Regions from separate parts of the Sus scrofa genome. Here regions 2, 3, 4, 5 and 6 are each linked to region 1. A link is a contact called in public Hi-C and promoter capture Hi-C data. All regions are on one chromosome and are shown on one strand. Each heading gives the region's core, a stretch centred on a gene start, on an enhancer-like site or on the middle of the called end of the contact. The rest is flanking DNA. Distances are from core to core; before and after follow the strand shown. Region 1 holds the start of PTBP1 (polypyrimidine tract binding protein 1). Region 2 holds the start of POLR2E (DNA-directed RNA polymerases I, II, and III subunit RPABC1). Region 3 holds the start of TPGS1 (tubulin polyglutamylase complex subunit 1). Region 4 holds the start of ABCA7 (ATP-binding cassette sub-family A member 7). Region 5 holds the start of TMEM259 (membralin). Region 6 holds the start of WDR18 (WD repeat-containing protein 18).

What was found. Promoter capture Hi-C pulls out the DNA fragments that hold promoters and counts their contacts. Hi-C and Micro-C count contacts between places; a contact is called where the count stands out from the background.
Region 2: a contact with region 1 is called in a Hi-C map of liver, with 4 times the contacts expected there. The contact joins the promoter of POLR2E here to the promoter of PTBP1 in region 1. A contact is called at or near these places in 3 of 47 Hi-C or Micro-C datasets (heart right ventricle, liver and skeletal muscle).
Region 3: a Hi-C map of liver shows a contact between it and region 1, with 4 times the contacts expected there. The contact joins the promoter of TPGS1 here to the promoter of PTBP1 in region 1. A contact is called at or near these places in 1 of 5 promoter capture datasets (liver) and 4 of 47 Hi-C or Micro-C datasets (heart right ventricle, liver and skeletal muscle).
Region 4: a contact with region 1 is called in a Hi-C map of liver, with 4 times the contacts expected there. The contact joins the promoter of ABCA7 here to the promoter of PTBP1 in region 1. A contact is called at or near these places in 3 of 47 Hi-C or Micro-C datasets (heart right ventricle, liver and skeletal muscle).
Region 5: a Hi-C map of liver shows a contact between it and region 1, with 2.6 times the contacts expected there. The contact joins the promoter of TMEM259 here to the promoter of PTBP1 in region 1. A contact is called at or near these places in 5 of 47 Hi-C or Micro-C datasets (epiblast stem cells, heart right ventricle and liver) and 1 of 2 datasets of contacts at active chromatin or transcription factors (alveolar macrophages).
Region 6: a promoter capture Hi-C map of liver shows a contact between it and region 1, with 3 times the contacts expected there. The contact joins the promoter of WDR18 here to the promoter of PTBP1 in region 1. A contact is called at or near these places in 3 of 5 promoter capture datasets (fetal skeletal muscle, liver and skeletal muscle), 1 of 47 Hi-C or Micro-C datasets (liver) and 1 of 2 datasets of contacts at active chromatin or transcription factors (alveolar macrophages).

The regions. Positions count from the first base shown.
Region 1 is chr2:77,561,703-77,564,729 of Sscrofa11.1, reverse strand. PTBP1 (polypyrimidine tract binding protein 1) reads left to right here and starts at 1,614. Exons shown (of 15, transcript NM_214231.2): 1 at 1,614-1,712. The coding sequence starts at 1,705. It overlaps LOC102159224 (a long non-coding RNA gene), which reads right to left and starts at 1,413. Exons shown (of 2, transcript XR_001307040.2): 1 at 1-1,413.
Region 2 is chr2:77,329,137-77,332,163 of Sscrofa11.1, reverse strand. It overlaps POLR2E (DNA-directed RNA polymerases I, II, and III subunit RPABC1), which reads right to left and starts at 1,409. Exons shown (of 7, transcript XM_003353962.4): 1 at 1,222-1,409. The coding sequence starts at 1,278.
Region 3 is chr2:77,782,042-77,785,068 of Sscrofa11.1, reverse strand. TPGS1 (tubulin polyglutamylase complex subunit 1) reads left to right here and starts at 1,635. Exons shown (of 2, transcript XM_021084307.1): 1 at 1,635-2,018. The coding sequence starts at 1,645. It overlaps MADCAM1 (mucosal vascular addressin cell adhesion molecule 1), which reads left to right. Exons shown (of 5, transcript NM_001037998.1): 5 at 106-459. The coding sequence ends at 215.
Region 4 is chr2:77,373,807-77,376,833 of Sscrofa11.1, reverse strand. It overlaps ABCA7 (ATP-binding cassette sub-family A member 7), which reads left to right and starts at 1,485. Exons shown (of 47, transcript XM_013994807.2): 1 at 1,485-1,629; 2 at 2,664-3,027. The coding sequence starts at 2,963. It overlaps CNN2 (calponin-2), which reads left to right. Exons shown (of 8, transcript XM_003353959.3): 7 at 1-79; 8 at 82-814. The coding sequence ends at 116.
Region 5 is chr2:77,391,985-77,395,011 of Sscrofa11.1, reverse strand. TMEM259 (membralin) reads right to left here and starts at 1,435. Exons shown (of 11, transcript XM_003353958.4): 1 at 989-1,435. The coding sequence starts at 1,210.
Region 6 is chr2:77,422,192-77,425,218 of Sscrofa11.1, reverse strand. It overlaps WDR18 (WD repeat-containing protein 18), which reads left to right and starts at 1,407. Exons shown (of 10, transcript XM_013994806.2): 1 at 1,407-2,060. The coding sequence starts at 1,851.

The DNA of each region.
Region 1 (3,027 bases), core at 365-2,864:
GCTGAGTCTGGTGGTACCTAGAGCCTAGGGCCGACACAGTCCTGGAGGCAGCAAATCCCCAGGAATGTGTTGGGGATTCTCCGAAATCCACCAGGACATTCCCAATTAGCCGGTCTTGGACTTCAGATAGCCTTAGGCCAAAGAGAGAGCCAAGGACCGCTGGGTGGGAGGCCTCTGTGGAAATCAGCAGCCGCCTCTAATCCCTGAAAGTCCGCTGGCTCGGGAGTGGCCTACCCCAAGGCTCCTGGGCCCAGTCCAGGCCTGCGCATGGCCCTGAAAGGGGTGCTGTTGCTATGACTCCGCCCAAGCTAAAACCGACCTGAGAGGCAGGAGCAAAAGCCTGATCTCCCTTTAGGGAAATAAGAAACATCATTTCTTCTCCCTCTCTAAAAATTTAAAAAATCCCCTTTTCAGAGTTCTGCTGTGGCGCAGCAATTTAAGGATCCCGGGTTGTTACTGACTGCTGAGACCAGGGTGACAGAGGTTCTATCCCTGGCCCGGGAACATCCACGAAACACAGCTACAGCCAAAAAAAATAAAAAATCCAGTTTTCAGCACGAGGTGTATAGCAAACAATATTTACGACATTTTCCTCTATTTACTGAAGGTCTGCGAGGCTTCCAAAAGCCTGGGAAAGCGGATCATCACCACTGCCACGGGCCTCCCTGGTTCTGGCCTCTTCGACTTGGTCTGCCCCTCCCCCACTCACCCCATTCAGCGGGCCCTGGTTTCTGCCACTCCTCCCGAGGGCACCCCTACCGCCCAGCCCTGATCAACTCTTAAGTCTCCACTCCCCGGGATAAGTTCGGGGTGTTCTGCCGATGAGATGGAGACCCAGTCCATCCTCAACGCCCGACGATGGTGGATCCCAGGCCTCGATTTCCCAGAGTACAGGGCGGGCGGAGTTACCGTGCGCCCCGGGCCTCGGTTTCTCCATTCCCGCAGTCAGGGGAGGGGACCCTGGTCGGGCTTCGTTGCTCTGGGGTGAACAAAAGACAGTCGGGACAACCCCTGACCACATCGCGAAGCATGCTTGGTGGCCAGCGGTGGAAAGAGCCCACCCGCATCTGGGACGCGTTAGACCGCCAGATCCCCGCGCGCTAACCCAATAGGGCCGTCTGAGTTGGAATCAGACATCGGGCAGGTGCCCACAAGCAAGATGGAGCCCTATAGTTTTTCTGCCCAACCTCAAGATGGCGACGCACCTCTCTTTACCCTCGCGCCCTAGGCGGAGGTAGACTATGCCCGTTTGCAAGATGGCGGCAGCCTGGGGGAAGCACGCTTCCCGCCGCCTGACCCGCCACGTACCCACTCTCAAGATGGCTTCTCCCGGAAAGCCCCACGCAGGAGGGCAGCTCGCCCACAGGCACAGGCGCCGTCACGTGGTCTCATCTTGTCTCCCCTCCCCCGACTACACGGGCCGTTTCCGCCTCAAGCTCTGATGTATGGTCGCCTTCTCCAATGGTCGCCTGCAATTCTGTTTGGCCCCACCCCTCGAGCGGCCTTCTAGCCATTGGGAGGCTCTGGCGGGGTCCCGAGGTGCTGGCCCCGCCCATCTGCGCGATGGGAGCCAATGGGCAGAGCGCGCGGGGGACGTGTTCGGGCGTCTCCGCCATTTTGTGAGTCTATAACTCGGAGCCGTTGGGTCGGTTCCTGCTATTCCGGCGCCTCCACTCCGTCCCCCGCGGGTCTCCTGTGTGTGCAATGGACGGGTGAGTCGTGCTTGTCTGCGCTCTCTGCCGTCCCTCTCGCTCTCCAGCCTTTCCCCTGGCCGTTGCCGGGGCTTCCTCGGGACGACAGTCCCGGCGCGCCGCTCCGCCTCCACCCTGGGCCCCCGGGCGCTTCTGTCTTCCTTCCCTTCCCCCAGGTCTGGGATGCGGCCCGGGGAGAGGCTGCCGGGGTCGCGAGGGGGCGGGGGTCTGGGGGAGGTGGGTGGCTGGCCGAGCCCTGTTCGCTTCCGGTGTCCACGCGGCCCGTCCCGAACGCACGCGGCGGCCGCGGGGCCCTTCCCGCTTCACGTCCGGTTTCCGCGCGCACGCGCCGCCCTTGATGCGCGTTGCGTGGCCCTTCCGGCGCCCTGTACGGCCTCCGCTAGCCGCCCTGTGTGGCCCTTCCCGCGCCCCGTACCTCCTGGGCGCGCCGCGTGTGGGCCCCGCGCGTGCGCGATCCTTCGCACACCCCCCCCCGTTGGTTCTGGCGCGCGTGCGCGGCCTTTCCCGCCGCGCGGACTCTGCCCCGGCCTCCCCCGCCCGCCGCGGGCCCGGGCGCGGCCGAAGACGCCGCCCTCCTGCCCAGAAGGGCGCGGGTCCTCCGCCGCCCCCTTTGTTCCCGCCCGGCGTCCCGGGGAGGCGCCCCGGGCGCGTTGCTCCGGGCGCGATGGGGGCGGGGCAGTTGGCGACCCGAGCAACTCCCGGTGTGCCGAGGTGCCGGAGGCCTCTACCAACCTGGGGCGGGGGCGCGCGTGGCGGCCGGGGCTCTTTTCAGGAAAAGGGACAGAACGCGGTGAAGTTGGGTATCTTGTTTGTGAGTTTTGAGCAAGCCCTCCTTTCAGCCGGACTGGGCGGCAGGCGGGCGACTAAAAATGCCCTGAGGGTCACGTGCTTTGGGTGCTTCGGGTTTGAAATGATAGGTTTCAGACTGAATTAAGGCCAGTCTTTCAGAAAAATTGCTGCTGCGAGAGGAACTTGATCTCCTCGTGGTCTGCCTTGGCTTGGTTTGGGTGGATCTGCCCAGAGAACCCCTTCCCGAGCCAGGGTGCTCAGGAGCCCGCCGGTGGAATCTCGCCGGGAAGTGTTTTCTTGGCGGTCTGGTCAAGTTTTCGAGTTTTGCTTCCTTTCTCAAGAACTGTCCTGGGGAGCATCCTCCCCCAGGTGTGATTTGGGGAGCCCAGTCCCATCTGCAGTCTCTTGTCAGTGTTGGGGTGGTGGGGGCTTTCTGTTTGGCCAGCCTTCTCTTTGGAAGGGCTGGAAATCTTTTCCAGAAAGGCCATTTTATGTAAAATACTTCCTGTGTCCGAGGCCCTCCCCG
Region 2 (3,027 bases), core at 160-2,659, 230 kb after region 1:
TTCCAAGGCCAGGCCCTTGGGTCTGGGGCAGAAAAGGACAGCTGTCTGGGAGAGGTGCTGCTGGGCTGCCTGGGGCAGAAGGCTATTGGAAAACCAGGCCAAGGCCTGGGGGCCAGCAGATCTAGGTCCTGACTCAGAAACTGGGATTCTTTGAGTGGACAGACCGGATGACCACCCAGACAAAGAGAAAGCCACCCACTCTGCCGGAATCCCCTTTCTTCAGCCAAGTACCCCACAGCTGGACTCTCCCTCTTTTTTTTTTTTTCCTCCCTTTTTGCCATTTCTTGGGCCGCTCCCACGGCATATGGAGGTTCCCAGGCTAGGAGTCTAAACCGAGCTGTAGCCACCAGCCTACACCAGAGCCACAGCAACGCAGGATTCCAGCCAAGTCTGTGACCTACACCACAGCTCACTGCAACGCCGGATCCTTAACCCACTGAGCAAGGCCAGGGATCGAACCCGCAACCTCATGGTTCCTAGTTGGATTTGTTAACCACTGAGCCACAACAGGAACTCCCGGACTCTCCCTCTTGAGCGCTCACTCTTCTCACCCAGGGCCCGCGACACGGTCAGCCTGAAGCAACGCTGTTCCTACCCTGTCTTTGGGTAGCACTGCAAGGAGGTGGAGAATATGGGTGCCACTGCCCCAGCTTAGTCCAGGCAGGATCCCCGCCGTGGCGAGGGTGGGTGGTCTTAGTCAAGGCCCGAAGCCTCCGTGGGATCACAATCGCCCCCTCCCGTGGAGTAGCCTAAAGCACGTGGCACACAGAGAACGCTTAGCTAGGGAGCTGGCATGACTTGGAGCCTATCAGCCCGAGTAGCTCAAAGTTGGTGGCCAGGGCGCGCTGTCAGGGCAACCAGACAGCATTGAGACCAGCTAACCAGGGATCCTTCCATATCCACAATCCTGGAATACTGTATCAGGCCCTCAAAACAGTGCCATAACTTTCCGGAAAGAGGAACACGCGAGGCCAATTCCCTCCCTCCAGCTCCAGCGAAACCCTGACCCTCTCCCCGGCGTCTCTCGGACTCGCCACTCAGCAGTGGTCGGCGGGGCCCCTCTGTCCCCGGCCCAATACGGGCCCCACCTGGGCCAGAACCTTCCCCTGAGCCGCGCGGCCAGACATAGAAAAGCTCGTTCCCATCTTCGGGCCTCGCGCTGGCCGTCCGCGCGCCGGACAGCGTTCGCTTAGTACTAAGGGCAGCCCCCGCGCGTCTCACCTGCATGATGGTCTTACGGATCTTCCAGAGCCGGTATGTCTCCTCCTCGTCGTCCATGGCTGCCGCCCCCCTCGAACTTACAGCGCCTGCGCTCGGCAAGACCCGTGCCCACTGCGCCTGCGCCGCGCCGCTGTCAGGCCCCCTCCACCTCGCCCAACCCTTACAGGGCTGTAGTCAGCTAAAGCCTGAATGCAGCGACCTTTGGGAGGGGCAGAGCCAAGGGCAGCCCGAGCCTTACTAAAGCGGCGGTTGGCTGCGCGAAAAGAGGGCAAACACCACTCACCCGCTCCTCGGTAGATCTCGCGTGGTTTTGAATGCAAGGCCTCTCTGGAGGCGTAGTTTCTGCTCAACGCCCGCCTAGGGAGGACGTTTAGAATCCAGCGAGGCAGATTCTTAGCAACATGGATGGACGTAGAAACTATCATGCTAAGTGAAGTCAGCCATACAATGAGACACCAACATCAAATGCTTTCACTGACATGTGGAATCTGAAAAAAGGACAGACTGAACTTCTTTGCAGAACAGATGCTGACTCACAGACATTGAAAAACTTATGGTCTCCAGAGGAGACAGTTTAGGGGGTGGGGGGATGTAATTGGGCTGTGGGATGGAAATCCTGTGAAATCAGATTGTTATGATCATTATACAACTACAGATGTGATAAATTCATTTGAGTAATAAAAAAAAATTAAGGGGAAAAAAAAAATCCAGCGAGGCAGGAGTTCCAGCTGTGGGGCAGCGAACTAAGGATCCGTCGTTGTCCCTGCAGTGACTGGGGTCGCTCGCTGCGGAGGCGCGGGTTCGATCCCAGGCCCAGTGGGTTAAGGATCCAGCGTTGCCACAGCTGTAGCACAGATCACTCTTGCGGCTTGGATTCAGTCCCTGGCCTGGGAACTTTCATATGCTGAGGGGGTGCAGCAAAAAAAAAAAAAAAAATTCAGGTAGGCAGAAGCAAGGGGAGACTGAGGCCTTGACAGGGTCTTGGGTACGCTCGGTTCCCAGGATGTTCGTACTTACTAAGAGATGGTTCGTAGGTGTTTGTGTGATCAACTGCAGGGAGTTTTCTCAGTTGACTCAGGGCCATGTCCAACTTAATGCCCTAGATCCTCAGTTATCCACTTTGTACAGTGGAAATAATAAAGTGTCCCCGTCTTAGAGGATTAGCTGAGGACCTAAAGGGATTGTTAGCTTGGGAGGAGCTTGGCATAGCTCCCACTGCTTATGAAATGCACTCATCTCTGTTTTCCTAGTCCCCTGAGGCCCACCCCAGCCCCTGGATACCCCACAGCCCCCAAGATTGTGCATGTTTTTACAACCTCCACATCTGCCCACACACACACATACACCACCCCGGTTCATACAGGAGGTTTGCCCAGCCCAGTGCCCCTGTGTCAGTGGAGGCCATCAGTAACTTCTCACTCGGTAATACATTTATTCAATGATTCAATATTTATTTATTTATTTGTCTTTTGTCTTTTTTTTAGGGCTGCACCTGCAGCATATGGAGATTCCCAGGCTAGGGGTCTAATCAGAGCTGTAGCCACTGCCTACGCCAGAGCTACAGCAACACCAGAATCTGAGCCGTGTCTGCGACCCCCACCACAACTCCCGGCAATGCTGGATCCTCAACCCACTGAACAAGGCCAAGGATCAAACCCTCAACCTCATGGTTCCTAGTCGGATTTGTTTCTGCTGCACCACAATGGGAACTCCTAATGATTCAATATTTTATGAGCACCCACAGGGATGTGGAACAAAACAGGCAAGCATCTTTACATACCAGGGAGACACAGGACATAAAGTGAA
Region 3 (3,027 bases), core at 386-2,885, 220 kb before region 1:
TAAAATGTTAGGGGACTCGGTGAATGTGGGAGCCCTTAGCAGACTCTGCTAAGCTGCTCCCCAAACCTGCAGGGGTGTAAGGGCTCCCTTTGTATCTTGCCCCAGGCTCCCTGCCAGCATCTGCAGCCCTATGGACGGGTAGCTTGGTGCTGGGGCTGCTTCTCCTGGTGTTCCTCATCTACCGCCTGTGGAAACGCTGCCGGCCCACCAGCTGATGACCAGGCCTACGCTCCTCTGGGCCTCCGGCGCCACCTGGACCACAAAGAGGAGGACTCTTTCCACTCAGTTGCAACGAGAGGACATTGACAGGGTTATGGACAGCAGAGGGGCTGACCATGCACCCTTTACCTTGATGGCAGCACATCCAGGCTTCCCAGCTGGCTGGGCTTCCCCTCAGTGAGGCCCCTGGGGAGCCACCCCAACAGTGCAGAGCTGGAGAATAAAGAGCATCTGGCCTAACTTTGGCAGTGGTTCCTGTGGTAGAACAGACATTGGAATCCTCTACACAGCTCCAGGCATCCTCTGCTCTGGGTGACTCCCCAGAGAGACAAGGAAGGACAGACACCCCAGCCCCACCTGGCCAGGGCTCGGGGAGAGGTGTGCACTCTGCCTGCCTGCTGCCCTTCCCTGGGGGGGAAACGGGACACTGACGCTAAAAGAATAATTAGGAGTCCTCAAAAGAAGCGGAGAAGAGAGAGTGCCCTGGTGGCTCAGCGGGTTAAAGACCCTGTGTTGTCACCACTGTGGCACAGGTTTGATTCCTGAACTGGGAATTTCCGTGTGGCCAAAAAAAAAAAAAGCAGCAGCAGCGGAGATTTGTTGGGGATGGCATGGGCAAAGACAGACAGAGGTGACTTGTTAAGGGAAATAGCATCTCTTTGCGAATGGCTGTGGGCTAAGGTGGCGGGAAAGGCAAGACAGAGGGGCTGGATATGAGATTGGCAGGACTGTAGATGCCAGGGACTTCAGCCTGCTATAACTGGGCGCTCTGAGAGAGTTGAGAGTTATAGAGGATGCAGGCGACAAAGATCCCTCTGGTGGGAAGGAAAGGTAATAGCCAGGGGCGAATAATTGGGAACCGTGAGTACTCCACTCACTCAGCAGGCGCGTACCGGGGACTAAGGGCAGAGGGAGCGCAGAGTGGACCCCGAACACAGTCTGGTGCATAGAGGGAGCTTTTCCCCACGAAGTGCTACACAGTCAGACGTAGACTGAATTAGGCTGAGCACAAACGCTGAGTTGAAAATCAGAAAAGGGAGGGGGACATTACTTAGTCCTGGAGGTGGGGTGGAGCCATACCGCCTATGCTCAGCAGGGCGTCTTTGGTAACCAAGGAGACCGGTTGCCAGGGCACCGTGCTAATGAAGGGCTCGCCCACTACCAAGATGGCAAGCAATCCAGCTTCACACCAGAAACCAAGCCCTTCCTAGGGATCCATTTTGGAGTCTGGCAAAATTTAAGTTCCTGGCCCAAGCCAGGAAAACCAGCCAGCACACGTAAAGAGGAAACCTGAGAGAGAATGCCAGTTAGAACCTAGGAGAAAGAGTGGCCTGCGGTGGTGATTTCCCAGTATCCCAGCGGGATCCGGGTGCTCTCTGCCCTTAACCAAGATGGCCGGCCCGAGTCGCTAGCGTACTGTGAAATATGGCGGCGCTTCCGGCCCTGTCGCCCTCAGCGAAGATGGCGGCAGTGGAGAAGCGGCGGCCGGCGATGACCCAGGCGGCCAGTATCACGGACAGCGGCCGGCCAGGGGTCTCCCGAGCAGCTGTGACGGCCGAGAGTGAGGAGGACTTTCTGCGGCAGGTCGGCGTGACGGAGATGCTGCGCGCGGCCCTGCTGAAGGTGCTGGAGGCGCGACCCGAGGAGCCCATTGCCTTCCTTGCACACTATTTCGAGAACATGGGCCTGCGCTCGCCTGCAAACGGCGGCGCCGGGGAGCCCCCGGGCCAGCTCCTGCTGCAGCAGCAGCGCCTGGGCCGCGCGCTATGGCATCTTCGCCTGGCTCACCACTCCCAGAGGTGCGGGGCTGGGCCGGGCCCGGGCGGGTAGGGGATGCGGCCGGACCTCAACTCCCAGCGTGCTCCGTGCTGCTCGCTCCCCGCCTCGGCGCCGGCGATATAGCGTGGGGCTTGCTGGGAACTGTGGTCCGTTGCCCCTGGCGCGGGGTGGGCGCGCACTGCTGTCAGCTGGAGGTTCCCGGCTCGGCCACCGAGATGAGGGCCAGTGCTGCGAGCTCTGGTCGACTTTGTCTTTTGTGATGCCTTTTTGCAGGTGCTGAGCTTCCCTTTGCAGCCCTAGGGCAAGGCCTCCTGCGGGCAGGAGGGGTGTCCGGGAAGGGGCCTGCATGACGCACAGGGAAAGGCCAGCAGGCGCACTGGCCTGGAGGCTGTAGGGCTGCAGTGTGGGGGTCCACAGGGGAAGGGAAGGCCGTGGAACTTTCGCATGGCGGTGTGGAGGGGATGGTGCCTGCCGCCCACCCCCACCCCCAGCTCTGAGCCCATAGAAGGGGATTGAGAAACACCCGTTGAATGTGTGAGCCATACCACGTGGATGGAGAGAACCAGCATCAACCAGACAAGGTTGCTGCTGGATGTAGGTGGGCTGGGACTTAGATTGGGGGTTCCCCAGAAGCAGAGCCTGAGGCGAGCATTCACATGGGGATCACGTTATAAGAAGGTGCTCTCAGAGAACTCAGGAAGGGGAGGAAGCCAGGCAGGGGAGAGTTTCAGCCTAATCCCCCAGCCCCCCTATCTGGAGGCAGCTCCTAAGAAGGGGAGCACAGAGAGGCTTGGAGGAAGCCTGGGTGTGGGGAGGGGTATGGAGAGCAGGCACCCATGCAGAGTGCCTGTCTGTGCCACAGGGGGAAGGGGGGAGTGTCCAAGGTGACAGCCAGAAAAGGGGGTGGCCAGAGATAGGGACCTGGCAGGGAGCAAGCTGGTGAGCGTCCAGAGCTCAGGGCACATGCTCTGAAGGTCGAGTTGCTGCTTTTGCTGGGGCCGAGGTGGCAGGAGTTGTGCAGGGAACAGG
Region 4 (3,027 bases), core at 236-2,735, 190 kb after region 1:
AAGTACTGCCCTCAAGGCCCGGCAGCCGATGGGGCTCCAGCAGCTGCTGGTGACTGCCCAGGCCCTGGAGAGTCTCCAGAGTACCCCCCTACTACCAGGAGGAGGCGGGCTACTGAAGTGCTTCTGCAAGCTCTTCCCCCCCCATTGCCCCATGTGGGTTTTGGGGTTTTTCCATGTTTTTGTCTTGTTTTTCTACATAGCTGAATGCTACCAGCTGAGGGTCTTGGGGGAAGAGGGGAAGGCCTTGTCCAGTTGCATATGGGCTGGGGGTCAGGCTTTGGGCCAAACTGTGGGGCAGGGAGAAGAAACCCAGGTAGGGAGGGGTCTGGCCCCCAGTGGTTTCCGGTTGCTTCTTCCCCTCTTCTCTTTTCTCTGCTGATCAGTTTGTGGTTTCTATACCCATACAAGTTTCAGGTAGTTTTAGTGAAATGAAAATACTTTTTTTTCAGGGGGGTGGGGGAGGTGTTAGGAAGGAAGTAGGTCCTCTGGGAGAAGGCCAGGCCATAGTCCCCAAATATTTTAGGCCTTATGATGTACTAGATTTCCCTAGGATCCTTAGACCACCAACTCTAGCCCTCCCAGGTGCCCAGTGGGGACACTGAGGCCCAGAGAGGACAGTGGAGTTCTGAGTAACTGAGGCAAAGCCAGACCCCTCCCAATACCTGATTCCACCCCCCCACCAAGTACTGCACAGGGACCCCCTCCTGGAGGCCCTCCCTGGGACCAGCCCCTGCCCCAGAGCTCTGGGATCAAGAAATAATGTGAAATACCGACTGTGGACCAAAGGAAATAAAACCTCTTTTTAGGAAATGAAGGTGCAGGAGTTGGTGTCCAAGACAGCCTGGGGGGAGGTACGTGGCTTGGATCCCTTCTGGGGCCCTAGGGGGGCAAAGGGCAAACCTCTGAGTAAATCCTCAGGACCAGCCTGGGGAGATGTGGCTTCATCCAGCCTCTAGGCTTTTTGCTTGTGCAATCACTGCCTGGAGTTCCCTCTTTAGCATACTCCTATTCATCCTCAAAGTCCCAACAAGAAACCACCTCCTTTCACGGAGCTCAGAGCTCTTCACACTTGTTTCATCTTCATCATGATCTTGTGAAACATACCCAATTTCCTGGAGAGGGAACCATCCGGAGGTTTTCTTCAAAATCAGGGGGACCATTATGACCAAAGAGTCTAATCTTAGAATGTTGGGGGCCCCTCCACCTTCTGCCGTCACCTGGCCCGCTGTAGGGACCAAGGAATGTTTGTGGAATGAATGAATGAATTAGCGAATGATGACTTTAGTTGAACCCCCATTTTTTCGGGATGGCCAAGTGGAGTCTCAGGGCATTAGAGCAAGTTTGGCTAGGGCTGGGGCCCTCCAGGGTAGAGTGGGGAGAAAGGAACCTCCTGCGACAGGAGACAGGAGCTGCGGTATTGCGGGCGGCTATGCAACGAGAGAAGACAGCCCAACTGGTGCGTCCGCAGGCCAGCCCACTTAGGGTGAGCCAGGCGCCCCACCTCCCCGCAGTGATGCAGCAAGAAGCCAGCGATCCCTTTAAGAAACCCGATTCAGCGCGTCCCTGCTCTGACCCTCGTCTTCCCCCTCTGCGCGCGCGGCTCCTGTTGATCCGGCCTCTGAATGGCGGGTATACAAGCCAATGGGAGAGGACGGGGCGGGGCGGGGCCGGGCTGGGTCCGGGCGCGGCATCTCGCGCAGGAGGCTGCAGGCTGCAGGGGAGCCGCGCCCCTGGTAGGTTGGGGGGAGGGGGGAACTTCCTCTTAAAGGAACCGCGCTCCTCAGCCTCTATCGGGCGGAGGGAAGCCGCAAGTGTTGGGGGCTGGAACGGTGCGAGGGTACCGGAGAGAGACAGGAAAGGCCCTGAGACGCAAAGATGCGAGGGTGCAGATGGGTGGGAAGAGGCAGATTCCGTGGGAGTTAAGAGGTGCAAGCCTAATCCAGACTCATTCGCCTTCACTTCCTGCCGGGGAGTGTGTTGGGGGCGGCAGAACTAATCCCTAATTCTCACAGGGAAGGTGGAGCATTAGACTCACCTGAGAGGGGCTTTGCTAGCATACACCTGCAGCCCTTCTCTCGGTTCCTACGCCCCTCTGCTCTCTACCCCATTTTATCAATAGAAAAACTGAGGCCGCTCCCTCCGATGCCACTCGGAAAGGAGAGTCTTGGAGCGGTGGTCAGAGGCCTCGGGCCCACTCCCTGCTACCTCTGGCGGCCTCAGTTTCCCCATTGTACAATGATGCAGAAGGCCAGGCTGGACAGTTCCAAGCAAGGGACAGGCAGGACCAGGAATCGCTGGTTCCAGGAGCCTCCATCGCCGCCCCGTCTCCTTATTCATAGTCTGAATCTTGTGTTTCTTCTGAGCGAGGAATAAGGGAGGGGAGGGCGGAGCTGGGGCCGTGCCTCCTGCTGGATGAGTCACCTCTCTCTGGGGGGGCCTAGGGTGGCCCCTCTTCCAGCCTGTCATGTAAAATGCTCAGCACAGTACATACCCGTTGCTATTATCATCGGGGAAGACCGGGGACCGGGGACCGGGGGTGGGAGGGAACTCTTCCCTCGCTTAGAGATGAGGCTGGAGGACAGGACCCGGCTGGAAGCCCTTCAGTGGGGCTCAGGGTGGGGGCTGGTGAGGAAAGAGTTAAGTCTAGGCTCCGCCCCCTGCAGGATTAATAGATCGCCGCAGCGAAGCCAGCCGCAGCCCGGGCGGGAGAGTGAGTCCCGGCAACCAATCAGATAAGAGGACGGCTTCGGGCAAGACTCCTATTGGCTTACCCCTATTCCCTCCGGAGAAAGGAGAGCTCCTTTAATAAGCGCCTACGCTCTGCTGGGCTCTAAACGGAGCTTCCAGGAACCTAGCGCGGTGGAATAGATGATGAGATTCAGAGAGGGACAGGGAGTTGCCCGCAGCCACACAGCTCGTCCTCAGACTGACCCCTTAGTCCTGTTTCCTGTCCATTCCCACCATGGCCTTCTGGACACAGCTAATGCTGCTGCTTTGGAAGAATTTCCTGTATCGCAGGAGACAGCC
Region 5 (3,027 bases), core at 186-2,685, 170 kb after region 1:
GGTCTGTGGGACAGCCACACTAGCTCGCTTTGCACCACACCAACCAAGTTGACCTGGCTGGCACTCCATGTACCTTGACCGTCAGCACCAGCCTCTTTTCTGCAGATGAAGGATCCAAAACTTACTCCAATGTCAGCACTCCCACCCCAGCCTGGCAGTAACTACAGGACACCAAACGAAATGGCAACCAGGACCCTGGCACCCAGTGAGCTCCTTCTGAGTGAGACCCCTTCCTGGAGGACCCATGCAGACACCCGTCCTCCCAGAACTATCCTCCCAGCTGAAAGCTCTGCCACCAGAGGCAGGACAGGCAGTAGGTTCCCAGGAGGTCCCTCACTGTGCCACAAGCAGCGCCACCGGCTGGGACTTTGTCACTAGCCCTGGCGATGTGACCTCAGCTAGGTCACATTCCCCCGGGAGGTTCAGAGCAGGGAGAATGGGGGTGGGAACAAGCTGAAGGACCAAAGCAGAGCCCTAAGAAAAAGAGGGAGGAGCTTTCGGTGCAGTGGGAGGCCAGGGGGGTGTGTCCTGGGAAGGGGGCATTGGCGGTGGAACCTGGAATCCTCCAGGATTGGAGTTCTGGGCTGGGCCAGGCCAGACTCGGAGGATTGGGAAAGGATCATCCGGGGCTGAGAATCCCAGGCGGCAGGGCCAGGAGGTCCTGGAGCTGGACTGCCGGGCTCCAGCCTCCGGAGGTGGGGGACGCGGGGAAGGGCGAGGCCAGGGGTGGGGTGCGGCTGGAAAAGGCTGGGAGTGAGTTCCTGGAGTCGGGATCAGGAGCCACTAACCGGATGAGCCTCGGGCCTTCGCGGTTGGAAGTTTCTAGGCAGGGGGTCGGGAATGGCAGGCTTAAAGGGAAGGGTCCCAACGGGTAGGGCCGGGTCTATGCCTCCGGGTGGGAGGGGCGCGCTCCCCCCGGCGGGATCAAAAGTCGCAGATCTGAGGGAAGGGTCCGGCTACCGGTGTCAAGGGTTGGGGCTGCGGTCACCTTGAGTAACACGAAGAACTCGAAGAGACGACGGAAGGCGGGAGGGAAAAGGCGCGAGTAGGTGACAGCCATCTTGAAGAAGAGCGCGTGGAAGAGCCGGTCGCGCACGTTGATGAGAGGGTTGGGATTGAGGTTGGGGGTGCGAGGCCCGCGCGCGGGGGCCGGGCCGCCGCCACCGTTGGGCCCGGGCCCCTGTGCCCCGGGCGCCGCGTGCTCCGACATGCCGCCCAGCGTCGCGCCCTAACGGCCCGCGGGTCCCCGAGGACGCCTCCCGACTGCCATCGGCAGTCCTCGCCGCCGCCGCGCTCCTCACGGCCGTAGGGCTACAGCCGCCATCTTCCGCCTCCGTGCCCCAGCTGACGCCAGCGAGTCGCGGCGCGGGCAAGAGCGGCCTCCTTGCGCTCGCGCGGAACGCCGGGATACCGGCGGTCGGCCCGTGGCGGCCCCGCCCACCGTCCTGACGCCTGGCTCGGAACGCCTAGGGGCGGGGCTGCGTTAGTCCCCAGGTCTTTTGCATATTGCCCATGCAGCTGGAAGGCGAGCGATAAAATTAGTCAACATATAAGGATTTTGGAGGTGGTAAAATAAACGTAAGGTAAATGTGACCGGTGAAGATGTTTTCTTTGTGGCGCTCTAGAAAATTATGCTGTAGCTGCGCTTACGTTAGGTTGCCCTAACTGTAAAGTGATCGCATTGGGATCTTTAAATAATGTCCCGGGAAGTATGGCTTTTGTTTTCTTCGCTTTCGGTGGTTCCGAAAGGGTGCTTCGTAACGTTATTAGCGTGTGTGGTGTTTCCGGGCTTTACCCGGCTCTCACCTTCCAGCATTTCGTAGTGGTGGCCCAGGTTGTGTCGTTTACTGAGCGCTGTTTTCATTCTAGAGGCTGAAGCAAAGGCTTTTTTCTTTTTCACAATCCAGATCTTGCCCACTAGCGCTCTTGGCTTTGGCTTTTTGTTCTGTGACCCGGGCTGCTCAGTGGGTCCCTCTCTGCTCCCTGGCCCAAGTGATGTGTACCTGGTCCCTGAAAAAGACTCTGAAACCGAGGTAAGCATTCTTAGAGCCTCAACCATCCCCTCCTCCTGGCTGCCGCCTGGTGCCAAGCCTGGGTGGACACGTCTGGACCAAATTCTCGCTCCTTCATTCATCTTTGAAACGCCTTGGCTCCTCCTGGTAACCAAGGAAGTAATCAGTCCCAACATTCGTTGAGCACCTACTGTATGCCAGGTTCCAAAGCAAGGTATGGGTGGGCTTTCTCAGGAAGCACGGAAGGGCAGATGGAGCTGGAGACCAGGGGCTCAGGCATCCTGAGTGTCGGCCCTGGGGAAGGACTCCCAAAGCCTGCTCAGACGTTTCAGGGAAGTGGCTTACAGTACCCCAGGGCCTGCGCTGGTGCTGGGGACACAGCGGTGGCCAGTGCAGGCTGGATTCTGCCCTCACAGGGCCCAGGGACCAGCAGGAGACAGGCGGACCTCTTGAGGTGGATGTCTGGTCTGGTTCCCAATGGTGAGCACCCCACCGTGAAAGGCACAGACAGGGCTTCTGAGAAAAACCAGGCCCTGGGAGGGGGTCTCTTCTGAATTGCACTGGGGGTGGGGGCGGGGGAGGGGGAGACTTTTCAGCTGTGTCTTGGAACCTACCTGAGGGAACCTTCCAAACCTACCTGCCAGTTTAATCCCACTCCCTGGAGTGAAGACTTTCAGTTTCATAGTGCGCCCTGGCATATCAGTAGGCACTCAATCAGTGCACATGCTTGATACTCTTATGGATCACCCCCAGATCACTTGTTAATTGCAAAAGGAGAGCTAAAACTCGTTCTTCCCAGTAGAGGGACCGGTCGATATCCTTTTTTTTTTTTTTTTTTTTTTTTTTTTCAGGGCCTTTGGCTAGGGATCAAATCTGAGCTGCAGGTGCCGGCATACGCCACAGCCACAGCAATGAGGGATTCCCCAACCCATGCTGAGCAGCACCGGAACTCCCTGAACTCCTAGAACTTTCAACTTTATTTTCATTGATGTAATTTATATTGAAATAGGTTTTT
Region 6 (3,027 bases), core at 158-2,657, 140 kb after region 1:
AGCCCCTCCTCCAGACCTCCAGACCAGGTAAGTCCCCCGTGATGTCCCTCCCTTCTTGCTGTGCCCCCTGGGTTCGGAATGGCGGCTGGAGCCTGCCATCTGGCGGCCGGAACTGGAGTTGCGGGCCCCCAGGCTCTGGGCGCCGTTTCTCCTCCAGGAAGCTCTTCCCTCTCTCCACCATCCTCTCCCTGTTAGGGCGGCGGGGTTGGGGGGCGAGGACCCCTGTCCCCTCTGGACGCTGTTGAACGCACCCCACACCCAGTCTCCCCAATGTTGTGGGTTCGCCGCCCAGGACAGCCTTGACTTTATTTTTCGTCTTTTGTCTTTTCAGGGCCGCACCCGCATATGGAAGTTCCCAGGCTAGGGGACAAATCGGAGCTGTAGCCGCCGGCCTATGCCACAGCCACAGCCACAGCCACAGCCACATCAGATCCGAGCCGCGTCTGCGACCACCGCAATGCCGGATCCTTAACCCACTGAGCGAGGCCAGGGATCGAACCTGCAAACTCATGCTTCCTAGTCGGTTTCCTTTCCGCGGATTCGTTTGGGGCTGCACCACGACAGGAACTCCTCCCTTTTTTAAATGTTAAGATATAGATCAACAGTCATTTGCTACAAAGAAACTTACTCATTTTAAAACAAAACAGAAATTAAAACTGAGGTAGCTCCAGCGTCTGAGTAATGACGCAATCAGGCATTAGTTTAAATCAGCTATTGCTGCTGCAATCAGTTTTCTCAACTTATCAAATATTATTACGCCTGTTTTATTGATTTCTGATATATTCCAATTAAAAACATTTTTCCTCAACCTTATAAGTTGCGCTTCTAATTTTCCTATAATAGCCAGAGAAAGCAAAAAATAAATAAAAAACCTGCAACTTGCGTTGTGGAATGGAATTCAGGAAAAATATGACAGCAAGCATCTCAGGAAATTCCAAGGGAACAATAATTCCACCTTTTAAAATGCACTGGTTTTAGACGTGGCCGGCGGCTGGCAGCTATAACACGAGGTAAGTGCTCCTCAGACAGAGCTCCCAATTTGCTCGACCTGCACCAAATTGCTTAAATAAAAATGCAGGAGTTCCCATGCGGAAACGAATTCGACTGGGAACCATGAGGTTGCGGGTTCCATCCCTGGCCTCGCTCTGTGGGTTAAGGATCCGGCGTTGCCATGATCCGGCCTTGCCATGAGCTGTGGTGTAGATCGCAGACACGGCTCGGATCTGGCGTTGCTGTGGCTGTGGTGTAGCCGGCGGCTACAGCTCCGATTAGAACCCTAGCCTGGGACCCTCCATATGCCGGAGGTGCGGCCCTCAACAGCCAAAAGCCAAAAAAAAAAAAAAAAAAAAAATGCAGATTTTGTGGCCCACGAAAAAGAAGGGTGGGTCCAGGGGTAGGCGGAAGGTGGATTGATGAATATGCATCTAATTAGCATGCATCGAGGACTAACTCTCTGGGTTATGTAAGGTGCGTCGTGTGTTTTATGTGCAACGTCTCATTTGAGGCTGTGTGTACTCAGTACTTACATAATAATCGTAAAAAAATTCGAGAAGTTGAGTACTTGACCAACCCAGAAATGGCCAAGCCAGACCTCTAGGCTCTGCAGCTCCTAACTGCTCTTAAGAAATCTTCCAAAATCTCTAACCAGGCGGTGCACCTCTTAATTCTCCGCGGAGCGGAGTTCACAAGTTCACAGGCTAGTTCACAAGGTAGCCCCCTCCCTGACGCATGTGCGCAGGCGCGGGGCGGCCAGCCGGAGCCGGGCAACGTGGGCACCGCTCTAGCCCGCACGGCGTGGTCGCCAGCATCTCGCTAGTGATGACGCCCGTCCGGGGCGGTGAAGAGGGAAGATGGCGGCGCCCATGGAGGTGGCCGTGTGTACGGACTCAGCGGCCCAGCTGTGGAGCTGCGTCGTGTGGGAGCTGCACTCGGGCGCCAACCTGCTCACGTACCGCGGCGGCCAGGCCGGGCCTCGCGGACTGGCTCTGCTCAATGGCGAGTATCTGCTGGCGGCGCAGCTGGGCAAGAACTACATCAGCGCCTGGGAGCTGCAGAGAAAGGTGCGGTTGCGGGCGCTCCGGCGCAGGAGCCTGGGGTCGAGGGAAGGAGCGGTGGGGTCCGCTCGGACCACGAGCCGGGTTGGGGGTAGGGAGTCTCAGTTAGGGAGCTCTGCGCACGCGCAGGTGTGGGGGCTCTTTTTGGATGTGGGAGGTGCGCGCCCAGGGTGGGTTGGCGCGGTTAGCGCGCTGCGCACGCGCGGAGCTGAGGTCTGTGTCTCCCGGGCTTGGGGGGGCGGGCCTCTGGACCACCAGCTTCGCGCAGGCGGGCAAAGAGGGCTGGGGGTGGGTCCCTTAGGTGCCCTATGCCGGAGCTGGCGCGTTGGGCGGGAATTTTAATTGAAGGGAGTTTGCAGGGGGTCCCGTGGGTATCTTGGGCTTTCAAGGTGAAGGTCCGAGGCCTGGGGAAGCCAGCTGAAAGATAGCCCGGGAGATTCATGTGTTTATTTACCCCCCAACACCATAAAAGACGCTACCTTTTGCCACCAGGGCCCATGGTTTCTCACAAAAACAACCATATGCAGCCCCTGAAGCTGCTTGCCACCTCTTTTTGCCAGCCGACATCCCTTAGGGGCAAGCTCTATGTTCTGACTCTGCTTGGTGTGGTCCATGCACAAACAGAAGTTCTGTTTTAGAGATTTGGAAACTGAGGCTCAAGGCGGGATTGGGGCAAAAGCCCTCCTGGACCCTCTGTGCTTTGCCTATCCCCACACTCACAGGGCCCTCCTGCCCCAAGCCCACACAGGCACTGTCCTGCTTCTGAGTGAACCACAGGCCTCTACCTCTGCCCTGCAAAGCCTCACCTGGAGCAGATTCCCCCTTGCTGAACTGTGAACTAGCTCAAGCTACCTCTTTCCCTGCTCCTCCTTCTAGTCCTCCTGGACTTAGCAGCTGCCCTGGGCACCTGCCCCACTTGCCTCACCCCTGGCTACCTCATTCCATATGGCACTCAGAGGCCTCTTCTGCCTCT